2 separate regions of the Rattus norvegicus genome follow, and region 2 is linked to region 1. The links are chromatin contacts, called in public Hi-C maps. All regions are on one chromosome and are shown on one strand. The core of a region is the stretch at or near the end of the contact, and the rest is flanking DNA. Distances in the headings are between cores, read along the strand shown. Region 1 has its middle 17 kb from the start of Mir760. Region 2 overlaps Bcar3 (BCAR3 adaptor protein, NSP family member).

What was found. A called contact is a pair of places that touch in the nucleus more often than the background predicts.
Region 2: a Hi-C map of the A7r5 cell line shows a contact between it and region 1, with 6 times the contacts expected there. The contact joins two enhancer-like sites. A contact is called at or near these places in 5 of 12 Hi-C or Micro-C datasets (the A7r5 cell line, the Rat2 cell line, Schwann cells and 2 more).

The regions. Positions count from the first base shown.
Region 1 is chr2:213,092,034-213,096,742 of GRCr8, forward strand. No RefSeq gene overlaps it. Among named protein-coding and RNA genes, the nearest start is that of Mir760, 17 kb to the left of the region's middle. Within about 2 kb of position 2,903, at least 1 of the 93 cell types and tissues checked has an H3K27ac peak or open chromatin away from gene starts, as enhancers often do. A contact at or near this core is called in the A7r5 cell line, where this site is marked.
Region 2 is chr2:213,312,582-213,317,094 of GRCr8, forward strand. It overlaps Bcar3 (BCAR3 adaptor protein, NSP family member), which reads left to right. Exons shown (of 12, transcript NM_001107722.1): 8 at 30-145; 9 at 4,081-4,252. Among named protein-coding and RNA genes, the nearest start is that of Bcar3, 100 kb to the left of the region's middle. Within about 2 kb of position 2,125, at least 17 of the 93 cell types and tissues checked have an H3K27ac peak or open chromatin away from gene starts, as enhancers often do. A contact at or near this core is called in the A7r5 cell line, where this site is marked.

The sequences.
Region 1 (4,709 bases), core at 1,653-4,152:
CTGTGCACCATGTGTGCCTCGCACCCACAGAGACCAGGAGAGGGCACATGGATCCCCCGGAAATGAACTTACAATTGTTTTCCTGCGAATTGAACCAGGGTCCCAGGGAAAGGCCATTAGTGTAGTTACCTCCCGAGCCACATCTCCAGCCCCTGCTTTCCTATTTATAAAAACAGTGCGGAACAGGCAATCATCACCAGCACTTACTGAGTTCCAAGGACCGCAGTGAGTGCTTGTAGAATCACAGAACGCTGTGACTTTCTCAGGGTTACTGGGCTATATTTAAAACCATGGTTTCTTGTCTAGCCACTTTGTTCTCCACTTAGCAACCTCAGATGTGCTACACGCTTGCTCTGTGGCTTGTCCTGGACTCTGCCTGGAATATAAACTGGGTGGTGAGGATTTTCATACCCCACAACTAGAAGAGGCTGCCCTCGTTGTAGAATAAAGTCTGACCATGATAGCTGATAAAAGCTTAAAAGTGGCAGTAATAGACCTATTTTAACAGGTCTTCACGAGAGGACCCAAGTCGTTCTCAGAATTCATGATCACGGGTAAGAGCAGGGACTGGGGTACAAACCCAGACAACTCCACTCTGGGACACAGGCAAGCATGGCAGTTAGCTCAGGTGCACAGCACCGGAAAGTCAAGGGCAGGTGTGAACATAGATCTCAAGTATTTAACCAAATAGCAAAGTCCTCACAGGCTTTGTAGTCAAACCGGAGGCCTAAGAAAGCAGTGTCTCACAGGAGGGCAGTTGCTGCAGCCTGGGTGGGAAGCTGTCTGGGGGAACATGGAGGTTTCCCTGGGCCTGGCAGAGCCAGGAGGATTGGAGATTAGGGAAGAGTGAGTGCAGAGTGTATGCGTGAAAACAGGGAGGGGGAAGGGGAGGGAAATGGGAGAAAGCCTAGGCCTGACTGGGTGTGGGAAGGTAAGATGTTCTGTGAACTGGTGCCTGGGCTTGGGAAGAGGGAGGAGGGAGGAGGGAGGAGGGAGGAGGGAGGAGGGAGGAGGGAGGAGGGAAGATGGAGGGAGGAGGGAGGAGAGAGGGAGGAGAGAGGAGGGAGAAGGGAGGATGGAGGAAGGAGGGAAGAGGGAGGATGGAGGGAAGAGGGAGGAGGGAGGGAGGAGGGAGGAGGGAAGATGGAGGGAGGAGGGAAGAGAGAGGGAGGAGAGAGGAGGGAGGAGGGAGGAGGGAGGGAAGAGGGAGGGAGGATGGAGGGTGGAGGAGGGAGGAGGGAGGAGGGAGGAGGGAAGAGGGAGGAGGGAGGATGGAGGAGGGAGGGAAGAGGGAGGAGGGAAGATGGAGGAGGGAGGGAGGATGGAGGGAGGATGGAGGAGGGAGGAGGGAGGAGGGAGGGAAGAGGGAGGAGGGAGGGAAGAGGGAGGAGGGAGGAGGGAGGGAAGAGGGAGGAGGGAGGATGGAGGAGGGAGGATGGAGGAGGGAGGAGGGAGGGAGGATGGAGGGAGGAGGGAGGAGGGAGGGAAAATGGAGGGAGGAGGGAGGAGGGAGGGAGGAGGGAGGAGGGAGGAGGGAGGGAAAATGGAGGGAAGAGGGAGGAGGGAGGAGGGAGGAGGGAGGAGGGAGAAGGGAGGAGGGAGGAGGGAGGAAGGAGGAAGGAGGAGGGAGGTGGGAGGGAAGATGGAGGGAGGATGGAGGATAGAAGATGGAGGGAGGAGGGAAGAGGGAGGATGGAAGATGGCTGAGGAGTGGAGCCTAGTGAAAGAGTAAAGGGCTTTAAAGGGCAGGAGGAAAGTCTGTAATGTGTATGGGAGGGTGTCTGTCTTGGACTAGGCAGCACCCCAGAGTTAGGTAGATAAGGAAAAGAGAAGGGGAATAAGAGTGTGACTGTTGCTAGGGAAGACACGGAGGCCTCCGGGAAGGTTCAAGGTCTCAGCAAGGCCTGAGACCTCAGGGAGCTGGCTGCAGAGGCAGACCGACTTCAGACTCCTCTCAGTTTCCCTGGTTTTATTTGTAAAATAACTGAGGGAGGGAAAAGGGGGGAGAGATGGAGGGAGAGGGGGAAAGAGGAGGGAAGGAGAATGAGAAAGGAGGGGAGGGAGAGGGAGGGTGAACCCTTCTACACGGGTAACTTAAGGAGATAGTGTGATACACGCAGTGCCTGGCTCGAGACGCTGCATCTTTTGAAAGCCTCATGTCATGAACTTTCAGCCTCTGGAACCAGAGGGTAATGCAAGTTGCCATGCCCTCTCATCCAGGCTAAGTCAGCCCTCACAGAGCCTCACAGAAGCCAGGGGATACCACACAGCAGCAGCAGCAGCAGCAGCAGCAGCAGCAGCAGCAGCAGCAGCAGCAGCAGCAGCAGCAGCAGCAGGGACTCCTGTCAGCGAGTCTGCACTGCTTTAGCAGGAGGTGTAGGGACCAGGGAACAGATGGCCAATGGTGTCGCCCTGCCAGGCTCAGGACAGACAAGCTAGTTCTGTTCTTATGAGTGTCTCTTTTGTCTTTGGGTCTTTTTACTTTTGGTTTCTTGTAGTGTTTGCTCACTTGAGGGCGATTTCAGGACTTAGTAACATACCAGTTGGTACCTGTTTCTATAATCACAGTTTAGATAGCTGGGGCGCTTGGTTCTGTCTTTGTTTTTGTTGGGTTCCTCGGGATCTTGGTACCCGGATGATTGCCTTGAACTCGTTGGGCCATAGCTGAATGGCTTTCAGTGTGACCAGCGATTGCTCGCCGAGCCAGTTTTAATTTCCGACTGACTTTATGAATTACTCGCTAGTGAAAGTAAAGCTAGAAATCACAACATGATTTTAAACCATTTCCTGGGGGAAACTATTTGGCAGAACACACGAAAGTATTCTCTTAGCTTCTCAGGGAGGTTATGCCACCATGAATAAAAGAAACTCGATCATGGCGTGCGTCCATTGTGACTAATACATGTGTCTGCTGGATAGCCTAGCGGCTCACAGGAGTGACTAAGACAACATAGTCTTTACTCTCATGGAGTGTTCTCCTCTATGTCCCCAAGTCGCTGCGCAGGCCGAGAGGAATCACTCACGGTAGACTGCTTGCTTAGTGTGTATGAGACACTGTGTTCAACCCCCAACAACAAACAACCAACCAACAAACCAAAATGGCCTTTCGTCGCCTCCTTGAAAGGATGACCTGCACTGTTCTGCATCCACTTCGTTTTTGAGAAACAGCAATTCCCCCCAATTTTGTTTTATTAAAATTTTATTTTTCATAAATATACTTCTTTTATGATTTTTAAAAAAATATATTAATATATTAATTTATTCACATACCAAACACTGCCCCCTCTCGGTCTCCCCTCACAGAGTCTCCCCACCCCCTTTCTTCTCTGAGAGTGTGGGGCCCTCCCAGGTATCCCCCCACCCTGGCGTATCAAGTCTCTGCAGGGTTAGGTGTGTCCTCTTCCACTGAGGCCAGACAAGGCAGCCCTGTTCGGGTACGGATTCTACAGTTCAGCTACAGCCTTAGGCACAGCCCCCAGTCCAGTGAAAAATAGTGATTTGTAAAGATTGATTAATTATTTTTTTTGTGAACCTGACCTTGGAATCCCACAGGTGGATGAGGAGTGGCCTCCATCTGGTCACTGCTTAGGCCGTAGCCAGTCTGCTGTCCAGACCACCTCCCCGCCCAGCCAGGCTGCTCCTCTCACATCCTCCTGTGGCTCTAAAATTACAAGGCGAGGCTTGCAACCATTCCACACACCTAGACTGACTGCCCACGGTGTGTCAGACTACCCTGTGACCCTATCACGCCACTAATTCCACGTGCTTCCACCACGTCTCGAGAATACCAAGGTCTCTAAAACAGGAAGGGCTCATGGGGGAGAATAGGCCGAGTTCACTACTCCAGACTCTGATCTGAAGGGAAAATTGAGGTGAAAACCAGACACCCCCCCCCCCATAGAAAGCTATTTCCGTGTTGAGAAATAGATTCACTCTTTCTTAAATCTACCAATTTCTTCTCCTCTGAGCTCCCTGGAGCCTAAGAAGTAACTCTCTCTTGTGTCCTGAGAGAGTGAGAAAACAAACATAGAGCGAGGGGTTGGGGATTTAGCTCAGTGGTAGAGCGCTTGCCTAGGAAGCGCAAGGCCCTGGGTTCGGTCCGCAGCTCCGGGGGGGGGGGGGGGGGGGAGGGAACCAAAAAAGAAAAAAAAAAACATAGAGCGAGGAGGAGGAGGCTCTGGGCCTCCTGGGTGGTGGTACGGATGCCTCAGAAGCACAGCAAGACCAACAAACAAACAAACAAACAAACAAAACGACCCGCTCAGGAGGCGGGGGGAGCACATTCGTGCGTAATTAAATTGCTGCTCTGTGCTCTGCTCGTTTCTGCCAACCCATAACTCTAGTCACTTTATGGAGGCAAATTGTCCCTGCAGTTCTTCCCCATGTAACCCAACGCAGTGCCTGGAGCAAAGTTGGTGCTCGGTAAATTTTTATTAAAGTGGGGAAGAAGGGTACCAGGGAGAAACTGTGTGGACAGAGACCTAAGCTTCTGAGACGGGGGCGAAGAAAATATGGGCAAAAATACGAAGTCGGGATAAAGAGAATTTTTACTTATCTTGAAAACAGATTCCCCGGCTTTAGTGTCATTGAAAACGCTGGAGCCAATTCCTGTTAACAGGATCCGTTTGGTGGGTGTCAGAGGGTCCGTGCCTTTGCTCTTACCGCCTGGGAAGAGCAGGTGGCTGTGACCCTGGTGAGCACAGGGTACG
Region 2 (4,513 bases), core at 875-3,374, 220 kb after region 1:
TCCAGCGAATTTCTCCTTGGCTCCGACAGGTTGCTAGGATACTGGAAGTCTCTGAAGACATGAAGAGGAGCATGGGCGTGAGCTCGGGACTGGAACTCATTACCTTGCCTCACGGACGCCAGCTGCGCCTGGACATTATTGAAAGGTGAGTGTGCCGCGTCTGCGTTCCCACACCGTCAGCTCCTTGCAGGTATCCATGCAGCAGCAGGATGCTGAGGAGGGAAGCAGCATCAGACTGTCCTGGAGTCACTCATGACCCTTCTCAAGCCTGCGCTGTAGAGTACCTGGAGATGAGCAGGCAGTGCAGCCCACGTCTGGGACATCACGCCCTCCTTGCCCCATCCCCAAACAGAGGCTGGAGACTGGCCTTGTTTGAGGCTGCAGCCAGAACATTGCACCTTCCTGCTGCTTTCAGGAGGTCTCATGGGGTCTCTGGAGCTTAACACCTCTTGATGAATTAGTTAGGGTCAGGAAAGACTGAGGAGAGCGGATTCTGACCTCCCTCTTTAGGGGTGGACAGGAGGACGACTGGGGATCCCCAGGCTCTGAAACCATTCTGCCCTGCTTCAGGAACACTGCAACCCCTGGGTACTTAGTTCTTTTCTTGTTGCTGTACTAAATTACCCTGGCCAGAGCATCCCAAGAAAGGATTTATTTCAGTTCATAGTCTGTCATGGTGGGGAAGCTTAGACAGCAGGAAATTGACAAATGTGGTCAGGCTGTGTCTTCAGTCAGGAATGCAAGCTGCTGCTCCATGCCTTCCCCATACACAGAGCAGGGTCCCAGCTGGAGAGTGCCCTGCCTACAGGGCAGTGTCTTCCTACCTCAGCTAATAAAGTCCCCCAGGGGCCCATCAACCTGCTGATTCTGGATTCTCTCAAGTTGACAGTACTCACCACCACACTGGGTGTTTATTCAAACACACAGGTATCTGTAATCTTAGTAATGGGGGCTGAGGCAGGATGCTTAAGTCCAGCCCAGGCTACACAATAAAGCTTTGTTGCAAACAATAAACAAGCCATGAAACAAAACAAAAGCATGCCCTCAGAATGCTTAGAGACAAGAAACAGAAGACTAGATTTTCATATTAAACAAAAGCTGCCCCCCCCCCCATGCTCACTAGTGTGCAAATTATTTCACAGCATGACTGTTACAGCTTCCTTGATATTCTTGGGTACAGCCCTGGCCAGTTGAGTTTTCTATGATGCAGGAATTGTGCTCAGACCAATGACTGTTGTGGCCACTGTGTGTGGGTGGCAGAGGGAACCGAGAGATGAGAACCTTTGATTCAAGTGTTAATCATATCTACTTATCTACTTGTGCAAACAGCTGTCGGCCTCTGGGAGTAAAGGCTACATTCCACACAGCTTTACACACATGAGTGTGGGGTGACGTGTCTGTAATCCAGCACTGGTAAACAGGCGAAGAGGATCACAATTTCCAGGCCAGGCTGTCATAGGTACAGGGAGTCCAGCCTAGGCTATGGCTCAGCGGGAGTGGGGCGGAGGCTGGGGTGGGGTCAGGAGGAGGGCAGATGTGTTAGAGAGTTCCCTCAAACTTTGTCCAGGCAAGCTTTGGGGACTTTGATGTCCTACTGAGCCACCTGCTTCTCCTGACTCCTCACTTCAGCCTCCTCCTCCTCATGCCCAGGAGCTCGCCTCACTTCCCCTGTGTTGTCTGGGTAGAGTGGTCACCCTCACTTCCTCATTCCGAGTAGATACACTGCAATCTGGAAACTCCAAACACTTTTTTCCCCCTGGTATTGAGACACGGTGTGCTGGGACCTGAGCTCTGGACCTAAGCCATGGCCAGAGGCTGCAGGGCCACTCTCTTGCTTGTCTTCTGACTTCAACTCTGTCCAGACCCATCCTTTTTTGCTGCTTGCCTAGAATCTTGCACTCTAATTTGTTTCTATCTCTTTCTGATGGTGGGCTCTCTACTCAGAGAGTCTGGGGATAGTGACTGGTTACAGTGTGTTAACTAAATAGAGGCAAAGGTCTTGGGAGCCCTGAACTGCTCAATGACTTCATTTTCCTGATCTGGAATCAAATACAGACTACCCTGGCCGTCATTTACTAACTCATTCCCAGGCAGGCTAAGCTGGAAGCATTCTTCTGGTAAGATGTGGGTATGGCTAGCTGCTGGCCACTGACATGTCAACCACAGACTGAGTCATTCACACACACACCACCAGCACCAGGAAGTCCCCAGCAGATGGTGAGCAAGTGATTGTCACTAGCCTATTAGCTGGTTAGCCACTGATGGCACGCCACGTGAGTGAAGCAGGGGAAAGAAGCACCTGTGGTGTGAGTTAATACTTCATTAAGAGACACAACTCTTTAACAAGTACACGAAGTTTATCCTTTGGGAATCCAGTTGGATTCATTGGTTAGAAAGACAAGAAATCAGGGATGGGACATAGTTGGGGGAAAAGGAAAGAGGTGGGACAAACAGACAAAATGAGTCAAGGTAGTCAGGCCTGGTGGAGACAACCCTGTCAGTTACAGCTTGTACAAGGGACTGAGTCAGGAGGACCAGAGATTCAGTAACTGAGGAGGCAAATTAATGAGACCCTGACTTAAAGGGTAAGATGGGCTAGAGACATAAGTCAGGTGTAGAGTGCTCGCCCTGGATGTACAGGCCCTGGGTTCAGTCCACAGCACCTTGGGGAGGGGGTTGAGAGAGGAGAGAGAGAGAGAGAGAGAGAGAGAGAGAGAGAGAGAGAGAGAGAGAGAGAGACACACACACACACACACACACACACACACACACAGAGGGAGGGAGGAGAGGCTTACATTATAGAGGTGGTAAGTTATTTTTGTGCCCATAGTCTATATTTTATAAACCTTGCCCTTGCTTTGTAATTGTGTACCACACACACACACACACACACACACACACACACACACACACACACACAGGGAGGGAGGAGAGGCTTACATTATAGAGGTGGTAAGTTATTTTTGTGCCCATAGTCTATATTTTATAAACCTTGCCCTTGCTTTGTAATTGTGTACCACACACACACACACACACACACACACACACACACACACACACACACGGAGACAGCAGAGTTCATAACTCAGCTCACAGGTTTTAGAATTGGGAAGGCGAGGCACGTGCCCACCACCCCTGCTCACTAAGGCTGAGGGAACACCTACCCGGGCACAGCAGGAACAGCAGGAACAGCAGCGCTGGTGCTGGGACTCAAAGGCTCTGGGATCTTAGGAATCAGAGCTACAGTTTTACTTCCAGTGTTTGCCCGTGAGCCTGGAAGACTAAGACAGTCTGGCCAGTAAATTCAGTAAATTCAGTTTGGGCAGTGAATTCCTGGGTTCGGATTATAGAGGGAGGAACTCACTGTCTGAGCTTCCTGCCACTGTCCGACCCGCATATAGGACCCCATTGTTATGCACAGAAAAGTCACTGTGTTTCCTGCCCTGAGACTCTTGAATATGACCCTCGTAATTTAGGGTGAGAAAAAGGGAGAATGGGGGCGGAGGAGTAGATACTTTGTTTTATTAGGGTCTGACCTTACAGCAAATTCCTGCCTGTCTTTCAGTCTTTGTTTACCTCCCCCGTCTCTCTGTGGAGTCTGTGTTCCGGCTACAGAACACACTCCTTGAGTCCTCTCTCTTCCTCTTGTTCTGATACCCATGACATCTTGAATCAAGTTTATAACACCCCCCATCTCTGTCTCCCACTCTTCCCCTCTCTTTTCCATTCCCACTAAGGGGTAGCATTCTTCCTCAGGGGTAGCATTTCCTGTATATTGGGGATGTGATATCTCCTAAGGGAGAGGGAACATGTAGCCATGTGCACTTTTGAGGTCCTCCTGCCCAGGAGGTCCTCTTCATGGTCCCATGTCCAGGGTTGAACCTGGCTATGTTCTAGAGCATCTTACTTTCTGAATTGATAGTGCATTCTTTGTCTGGTGTGGGGTGGATTTTATTGAGATCAGCTTTCCAAACTGGCTCCCAGCCAGTGGCACACAAATAACCCTCCTTCCGGATAATTAAGGCCATCTTCTCCTCCTCTTGTTGACCCAAGCCCTACTCTTGGCCTTCTCCTATCTAGACACAACACCATGGCCATTGGCATTGCTGTGGACATTCTGGGCTGCACGGGCACATTGGAGAACCGGGCAGGAACCCTTAATAAGATCATCCAGGTGGCAATGGAACTGAAGGACACCATGGGAGACCTCTATTCCTTCTCAGCCATCATGAAAGCCCTCGAGATGCCTCAGGTGAGATGAGCTTCCCACACAACACTTGTCACAGAGTTCTGTACACTGACACCGTGCACATCCGACTGCTCTGGCAACCTCTAAAGATAAACTAAATTTTAGTGAAAGCTGCACCGTTTACGGGCCGCCAAGAGCCCTGTCCTCAGTATTTTGATTCTGTTATAAAAACACTGGTAACTGTTGATAGTTCAATAGCTCATCTTTGATACATAATAACAAGAGTTAGCCTTACAATATTCCTGAAGAACCAGTTAGGGTAAG